2 separate regions of the Rattus norvegicus genome follow, and region 2 is linked to region 1. The links are chromatin contacts, called in public Hi-C maps. All regions are on one chromosome and are shown on one strand. The core of a region is the stretch at or near the end of the contact, and the rest is flanking DNA. Distances in the headings are between cores, read along the strand shown.

The links. A called contact is a pair of places that touch in the nucleus more often than the background predicts.
Region 2: a contact with region 1 is called in a Hi-C map of the Rat2 cell line, with 3 times the contacts expected there. The contact joins two enhancer-like sites. A contact is called at or near these places in 11 of 12 Hi-C or Micro-C datasets (the A7r5 cell line, the Rat2 cell line, Schwann cells and 6 more).

What each region holds. Positions count from the first base shown.
Region 1 is chr5:65,594,776-65,599,333 of GRCr8, reverse strand. Trim14 (tripartite motif-containing 14) reads left to right here. Exons shown (of 6, transcript NM_001399174.1): 6 at 906-3,185. The coding sequence ends at 1,441. Among named protein-coding and RNA genes, the nearest start is that of Nans, 21 kb to the right of the region's middle. Within about 2 kb of position 1,418, at least 88 of the 93 cell types and tissues checked have an H3K27ac peak or open chromatin away from gene starts, as enhancers often do.
Region 2 is chr5:65,686,338-65,690,290 of GRCr8, reverse strand. The region is part of intron 9 of Tbc1d2 (TBC1 domain family, member 2); the gene reads left to right. Among named protein-coding and RNA genes, the nearest start is that of Coro2a, 34 kb to the right of the region's middle. Within about 2 kb of position 2,115, at least 8 of the 93 cell types and tissues checked have an H3K27ac peak or open chromatin away from gene starts, as enhancers often do.

The DNA.
Region 1 (4,558 bases), core at 169-2,668:
TCTCTTTACAGATGGTTGTGAGCCACCATGTGGTTGCTGGGAATTGAACTCAGGACCTCTGGAAGAACAGTCTGTGCTCTTAACCACTGAGCCATCTCTCCAGCTGCTGCTCTTATCCAAACCGAGGCTCACAACCAGCTGTAACTCCGGCTGCAGGGCGCCTATTGCCGCCTTCTGGCCACTGCTAGCACTGCACATTACACTGAGATGCGCATAAAGAACTACTCACGCCCATAAAATCATTTAAACACATACACAAACTAGTATCACCACTGAAATATGTTTGATATGATTCAAGCATGTTTCGTGAATATGCCATTAAGCTTTAAAAAGTAGGTTGCCTAAAAGCATGCATGGCATGATACCAATATTGGGAGGAAGTATAAGCCTCAAAATTAAGGGATTAAAAAGGGCAGAGGACATGCAACCAAGTCCAAATAGTTTAAGATTTTCTATCTTTCTGTTTTTGAGACTGGGTCTCTTTATGTATCCCTGCCTGTTCTGCAACATTCTACTATGTAGAACTCAGGAAGTTGGTCTCCAACTCACAGAACCTCTGCCTCTGTCACCTGACTGGTGGGATTAAAGGTGTACTCCACCTTCCTCGGCAGTAAGATTTCTTTTCTTTTTTTAATTAGCAATAAATTCCACGATCCAAACTCAAGCCGCATAGAGCACGTAATAAACCTGTTTCCCTCTCACCCTACCCAACAGCATTTTGGTCCCTACCGAGCGTTTTGACTCGGGCTGGGACCAGCGAATGGAAGGTGAGCTGGGCCCACTTCGGCCCCGCCCATAAACCTGCTTTTCCCCGCCCCTCTGCAGACGCATGCTCAGTCCGAGGTAGGAGGACCCCATGTGGCTCCGCCCAAGTTTTCTGACCACTTCTCCCCACCCCTCTGCAGACGCGCGCACGCCAACGCTGGACCCGGACACGATGCACGCGCGCCTGCGCCTGTCGACCGACGGGCTGACTGTACGCTGCTCGCTGCTGGGCCGCCTGGGGCCGCGTCCCGCTCCGCGATTCGACTCGCTGCGTCAGGTGCTGGGCCGCGACGGCTTCGCAGCGGGACGCCACTACTGGGAGGTGGACGTGCAGGAGGCAGGCGTGGGCTGGTGGGTGGGCGCGGCCTACCCGTCGCTGCGGCGCCGCGGAACCTCCACGGCTGCCCGCCTAGGCTGCAACCGCGAGTCGTGGTGCGTGAAGCGTTACGACATGGAGTACTGGGCCTTCCACGACTGCCAGCGAAGCCGTCTGCGGCTCCGCCGCGACCCTCACCGGCTCGGCGTCTTCCTGGACTACGAGGCCGGCATTCTGACCTTCTACGACGTGGCGGGTGGCATGAGCCACTTGCATACCTTCTATGCTGTCTTCCAGGAGCCGCTCTACCCAGCCCTGCGCCTCTGGGAGGGGACTATCAGCATTCCCCGGTTACCCTAAGAGAGAATGTGCTTCCTTTCCTAGGCTAGTCTCCTGCTGTCCCCTGTGCCCTCCCCCTCTTCCCCCACGATGTTTTTATAATGCAAGTTCCTGAAAGGGACACCCTGCTGCCTGTATCTAGGACACTATCGTGCAGCGCCTAGAACCTCCTGACACACAGTAGGCACGCAGTATCAGTGAATACTTACAGTGCCTTGCAGGAGGCAAGTAGTTCCTGAACTGTTTCCATTTGAGCCAGCTGCTCTCCAGCCACTTGAGCTTGTCCAGGTCACCTCCATCCAGAGCACCTGACAGGGTTCTGGTCTGGGTCTGCATCCTCACCCCTCTTCATCTTCTACACTAAAGCATCCTGAAACTTAGCCTGGCCTCTTGGGAACTAAAGGGAGGCTCTCAAAGAGCTACAAAAACAGCACTGGCAGCACTTTACCTTGGCCCTTTTAGTAGTCTTTCTGGCTTTTCTACCCTGCCTTTGCTCATGTCAATCTTTTCAGACATGCTCCGGTCGGAAGCTAGTTTGCAGGTGCACCTTTGAACCATTGTGCTTCCCACCATAAATAGGAAAACCGGCTCTCTGCCTGTCTCAGTCTTCAGGCTTATCTGCCCCAAGAAGTTCCCTCCACACCCGAAAAAAAAAAAAACCAATCAGGCCTACAAATCCCTCCACCCCACCCCCTCAAAAACAAACAAACAAACAAACAGGACCTGTCATTCCAGTTGCTTTCTAAGGACATCTGTGTGCTTTCCTTCTAGACGCTGAGTGATCATTAGGGCAATTTGACGGGACATAGTAGGTCCTTCATTCACAAGACCAGAGCTTTTCCCACACACCACTGCAGGAGGGGCCCAGCCAGGCACCTCTTACCAGGCATTGGAGTCATGCACTTCACACAGTTGATCCCTCAAAGGTGGGAAGCGATCCCATTGTACACATGGCAGACTTGGTACTCGTGAGTCAGAAGACTGCCCCAAGACAATAGGATCAGTGTTGCGGTCAGGATCTACACTGCCTAGTAGGCTGTGTTGTAGATGTGACAGCTCTCTCCCTCTCAGTGTTACTTGCCTCAGTTTTCCCCGGGTCAAACCTGCTTTTAGATTTACCTTCACTGGTCCCTGAAATGAGGTTGTATAACCTTTAGGATAGGGGATGGAATTGTTTGAGAGGATCTGATTTGGGTCTAAAACAGAAAGACTGATTCTGAGCTGGGGTTTGTGCTGGCTAGAAGGCTTAGCTTCCGGTCAGCTGTATGGCCTCAGACAACATTCTTTCTACTTGTGGCCCCCATCTGTAAAACATGGGTCGGTGATGCCAGGCTCAAACAAGCCAAAGCTAATGAAATTGCCTTAAAAACTATAACGTATCAGGCTAGGATTTGTTAGCATCTCCAATAGACTCTTCCTACCTTGTCACAGTGCTGGACCGCAGATACCCAGCAGCTGGGTGGCAACCAAGGGAGCTGCCTTAATATTCTCAGGGCAGTCTCCTTGTGATCCAAAGCATGTGTCTGAATGCTCTTGGTTTTGTAGAATTTACCTCAGAGGTACACGAATTATTTTCCCTGTGATGCTTGTGGTGCGTGGTCTAGAACCAGTGAAGGGCTCCATCCAGCTATACATACAGCCCCAGCAGGTGTTTGCAAGAAAAAGGCTTAGTCAAGGCCAGTGAAGCAGAAGACATACATCTCTGTGATGACAGTTTTCTAATACATGCTTTGTTTAAATAAAATATGAATGCTGTCTCTTGTAACCATGTTCTTCATTGGAAGTCAAGTGCATAGTAGCATTTGGGCTTGGATAAAATCTTGTTCACCCGCCACCCCCTTCATAGCTTTCTTGAAATAGCTGGTCCTAAAGTGAACAGGTCCAGTGATGGGGGGCTCACCACTCACGAAGATAACCAAGTTCTTCTGTGGGGCAGGGAGACCCTAAGTACCATGAGGATGTCAGAGGATAACTGGTGGAAGTCAGTTTTGTCCTTCCACGACAGGGTTGGAGGGTGTCCTAAGGATTTAACTTGGGTTGTCAAGATGGTGACACATCTACCTGCAGAGCCAACTCAGTGGCCTCAATTCTTCTGTGGAAGCAAACCCAACTCTCAGTGGTTTGCAGAAGAAAAAAGGGAAGCAAAAAAAAAAGGTGGGGGGAGCACGTTTGTATTCAGCCTTTAGCACCACAGAAGCTTCTTGTAGTCTCTAGCTTCTAGAGAATCCGGGGGCACTCTTATCTACAGTGTCATCTTTCTGCCCATAATTCTCCTTTGTCAGTGACACTAGCCTGTGGTAACCCCATGCAGGTGGTGCAAGTGACAGACACATTCAGTGTTCTGAGGGACAGCTTGTCCCAGAAGGCAGAGTTTGATAAGAAGTGATTTTGAGTACAGGGCCCTGGACAGATTCTATCATGTTCTGGTGAGAAATCTAGGGGGAAGCAGAGTGGGAAGGCTGATGAGATGGCTTAGCAGGTCAAGGCTTGCCACCAAGCCTGGCAACCCGAATTCAATCCCCAGGGCCCACATGGTGGAAGGCTAGACCCAACTCCTAACTAAGTTGTCCTCTGACCTCTACAGAGTGCACTCCCACCTGTACATATACAAACAAAAGAAGAGGCTGGAAAGATGTCTCTGTGGTTAAAAGAGCACTGGCTGCTCTTGCAGAAGACCCAAGCTCGGTTTCCAGCACCCACACAGTGGCTCACAACTGTTCTCTCCAGTTCTATGAGATTGAATACTCTGTCTGGCTTCTGTAGGCATCAGAAACACATGTGGAGCAGACATGTAGGCAAAACAACTATACACATAAAAGAAGTGTAAAGAAAAAACTGAATGAATCTTTGGTTCATCACTCCCTAAGGAACTTGGAAAGCTCTGAGCCTTCCCCACATGCCACTTCTACCAAACCATCACTTCCCAGAAGCTGGACATTCCCCATGCCTGCACATCCATCCATCCATCCCTCCATCCCTCCATCCCTCCGCTATTGCCCAATCTACAAGGCTCAACTAGCTGAAACTTCTCGGAGGCTTTCCCAGGTCAGGGCCTCCCACCCTGTTTGCAGTAAAGGTCAGCTCAGTGAGTCCCGTCTGTGGAGATGTCGCATGCCCGCTGCATACAAGTGCTTAGGT
Region 2 (3,953 bases), core at 866-3,365, 90 kb before region 1:
AGAGAGGTTGTGTTAATGGCTGAGACAGACTGGGGTGCAGGCCCTTGGCACCTCTGCAGCCACACAGGCTCTGGTCTCTCCCTCTTCACGTCTTCGCCCTGCACATCTCTCAGTAAGGCAGCCTCTCCCACTCATTCTTCGGACATGTAGGTTCCATCAGGGCTGACTAAGCATTGACCTCAGCCCTTGAGTGCCCACCATAGCCACTCTGTTTCCTGTCATAACGTCGCTTTCCCTGGGCATACAAAGAACCCTTGCCCTTCTTGTCCTGTGTCACCTTGTGGGGTTGGTGCTTCCCACATTTCCTATAGAATGTCCAGCGGGTCTTAGGGATGTTCACCATGTTTGCAGGAGCACCGTCAGCTCAGAAGCGAGTCTCTCTACTTTAGCCCTCCCTTAACCCCTCATGTCCAGGCCTGCAATTCCAAAAGCAGAGTGTGAGTGGTACAGCCTGGGTTACTCCTGTTTGACTCCAGTCAACAGCAGAGGTAGAGGGATCACGCGGAGGATAGAACTACTCAGTTGGTAGAGGTGGCTGTCCCCTCCAGTACTGAGGGACTCTCATGAGTACCCTAGTTATTGCCATAGAATGCATAGTCTCAGATATTTCCCAAAGCAAGTCTGACTCAATTTAATTCGAGCACGCACATCCTCAAGCAAACTTTACATAGGCTGTCTACTCTCCCTTCAGAACAGGTGATGCAAGACATTTATTTAGCACAGAATCAGCGTTTGGAGTGTCCTCGATCATATTTCAATGGGTCCCAAGGGCAGAGATTTTCTGTATTCTTATTTCCAGCCCAAATGGGAATGAAATTGAGCATGTGCGTGTAATTTCTGGGATTTGTGAGATAAACCCCCAGCAGTCACATATCTCGGTCATCGTCCCCCCTCCCCCACCCCAAGACTGTCAGGACGCATTGCTGAACTGCCTGGGAGGGACAAGTGATATCTGTAGACAGCCTGCCCACACATTACCAGCCCAGCACGACTGTGCAGTCCTTTCCAAATGCCTTAAACTCCAGAAGGGACATGTGCGAATCTTCTTTGGGAATAGCTGTGAAGAGGCTGGCAAGATGGCCCAGAGAGTAAAGGGGTGGCCGCCACACCTAGTGATCTGGACTCGAACTCCAGATGGGATGGGATGCACGTGGCAGGGGGGAGAATCAGCTCCGACAGTTGTCTTCTGGTCTCCACACGCTTGTCACGTGCAGACGTATTCACACATAAATGCAATTTTTAAAAAAAGTTCAAGAGGCCTGGAGAGATGGTATCTCAGGGTTTCGGTTGTTGTGGTAAAACACCATGCCCAAAAGCAGCTTGGGGAGGAAAGGGTTAATTCCATCTTCAGGTCTCTAGTCAGCCATCCAGGGAAGTCCTGGCAGGAACTCAAGGTGGGAGCTGTCACAAAGGCCATGGAAGGGTGCTGCTTGCTGGTGCGCTCCCATGCTGCTCTGCCTACCCTCTTTTTTTTTTTCTTTTTTCTTTTTTTCGGAGTTAGGCAAGCGCTCTACCACTGAGCTAAATCCCCAACCCTGCCTACCCTCTTATAGCACCCAGGACCACCTGCCCTGAAGGCAGTGGCCCCACGCCCACAGCAGGCGAGGCCCTCCCATAGCAAATGCTAATGAAGAGAAAGCCTTCACAGGCTTGCCTGTTGGCCAGTCTTGGATGGTTTTTTTTCCCATTTGAAAGTCCTTTTCCCCAAATGGCTATAGCTGTGCCCAGTTGATAAAACACCAGCACAGTTTGATGGCACTTGCTGCTCCTCCAGAGGACTAGGACTTGGTTCCCAGCAGCCACATGGTGACCTGAAACCACCCATAACTCCAGCTCTTGGGGCTCTGACGCCCACTTCCGGCCTTCATGGACACATGCGTATAAACACAGTGCACAAAAAACTCATGTAAGAACACATACGGATACACATAAAAATACTAAGTGATTCTTTTTTTATTTAAAAAAATAGAACAAGTAAAGCAGTAAATGCTAATGAATTCTTGACCAGAAATAGAGAGTAGAAGGCGTTTAGATGGGTCTGATGACAGAGACCTATAATCTAGCTACTCAAGAAAAAAATCACAAGTTCAAGACCTTTCTGTCTGGACTATAGTAGAGTTCAAGGACAGCTTGCATGACTTAGTGACTACCTTGCCTCAAAAAAGGAAAAAGAAAGAAACCCGAGGGTGTGTCTTAGTGATGGGATGCTTGCCCAATGTGCGCAAGGCCCTGGGTTTAAAATTTCCCAGAACAGGGTTGGGGATTTAGCTCAGTGGTAGAGCGCTTGCCTAGGAAGCGCAAGGCCCTGGGTTCGGTCCCCAGCTCCCAGACCAAAAAAAAAATTTCCAGAACTCTCCAAAAAATGAAAGCAGAATCTGTGAGGGACCAGAGAAGCTCTGCAATTAGGTCAGTGGTGAGTTTTAAGCTCTGACCCTGCAGGTGGAGATGGACACTCCATCTTCCAGCTGAGATCTGAGAGTTCTAGAATTTCACTATGCGTGGCAGCCCAGCAGCCTCTGGCCCTGGATTGGCCCATGCCCCAGTCCTTTCTACAACCCACCCTCCAAGTGGGAGCTTGGCCAGAGGGGATGCTGGGCCACCCCAAAGCTTTTCTGATCTAATGTGTCCTTTATGGAGGCCAGGGGGGCCTTAGCTGCACAGGGGCTCTGAACTCCAGAGGTTGGCCAGTGACTAAGGGACGGGGGAAGCTGTCGTGGTAGGAGGGCCTTAAAGTCAGACTCAGGAGTAGAATGCCCAGTGGAGAGGGAAACAATGCCAACAAGAAGGCCACAGGGGACACGTGAAGCTAAAAGGAGCAGGTGCCTCTCAGTGTCTCTCTCGAGAATGCCTTGGCTTAGATTGATATGCAAGCCCACGTAATTGGTATCCACACAAATATTTATACTATTGCTTTAAATAGAAAGCTATGCATATACCAGAGCATGCCTGGATCTCAAGAGAGGTAGTGTTTTTACAACTGCAAGCCCCGTATGGCTGGTTGTGTCACCATCTAGTGGTCAAACTTAGAACTGCATGCAGAATAAACAGTTCACCTAAGGCAACAAAATGCAGCCTTTTCCTGAGACAGACAATGTGGAGATGTGTGTTGCCAGCTCAGAGCAAGCATTTAAAGTCCATTTCCCTATGAAAATAATTCGAGTTCACTAAATGCAGTTCTTGCCCCTCTATGTACATGCCTTTGCAGGCCTGTTCAGATGGCGCCCCATTTAGCCCACCCCGCCCAGTAGTGGTAAGCTTCAGTAGAGACTAGCCTCCAGTAACTGACCATCTGTTTGCAGAAGTCTAAAACAATACAGACTGGAGTTCCTGATCTGAGGACATCCTGGGCTTTGTGAGAAAAGGTGGGCTAGGATAGACAGCAGCAGGCTAAACTTGTGCATCCGGGATTGGGTCCCCTCTGCTCTGCCAAGATGGTCGTAAGTGATAGCCACTTTTGCCTTCTGAGTTCCAGTGTCCCCATCTGTGCATTAAGACGTTTTCCTTGACCAGAGTTAACCCATAAGAAAAACCTGCTAGAGACCTTGAAGGAATTTCTGGGGTAGTGTCCAGGTTCAACAGCAAAAAGTTCCATGATCAATTACATATGCCTCCCCTGGTCACTGACAGAGTGGTAGTTGACACACAGGACATTGTCTGTTCTTGAACCCAGTGACCTCTACAGGTCCCCTCCCCCTGCTCCAAGAGCCTCCTCTGTCTCAGGAGACCTGCGGCTGTTTTTCTCTTTTTGCACTCAGCTCAGAGCCAGGAGAGTTTGTGCAAACATGTACAGTAGAGCCAGAGGGAGGAGCGGTTCATTCCCGATTGGCTGAGAAAGGAGAAAGGGTGCTCCTTGTTTGTGAGAAACAGTCCTGTTCTAAAAGTCATGAACCTCAGAAGAAAACGGAAGTCCTGAATCTAATCCATAAAGAGCCCAAAGACGCATAAACACCCGG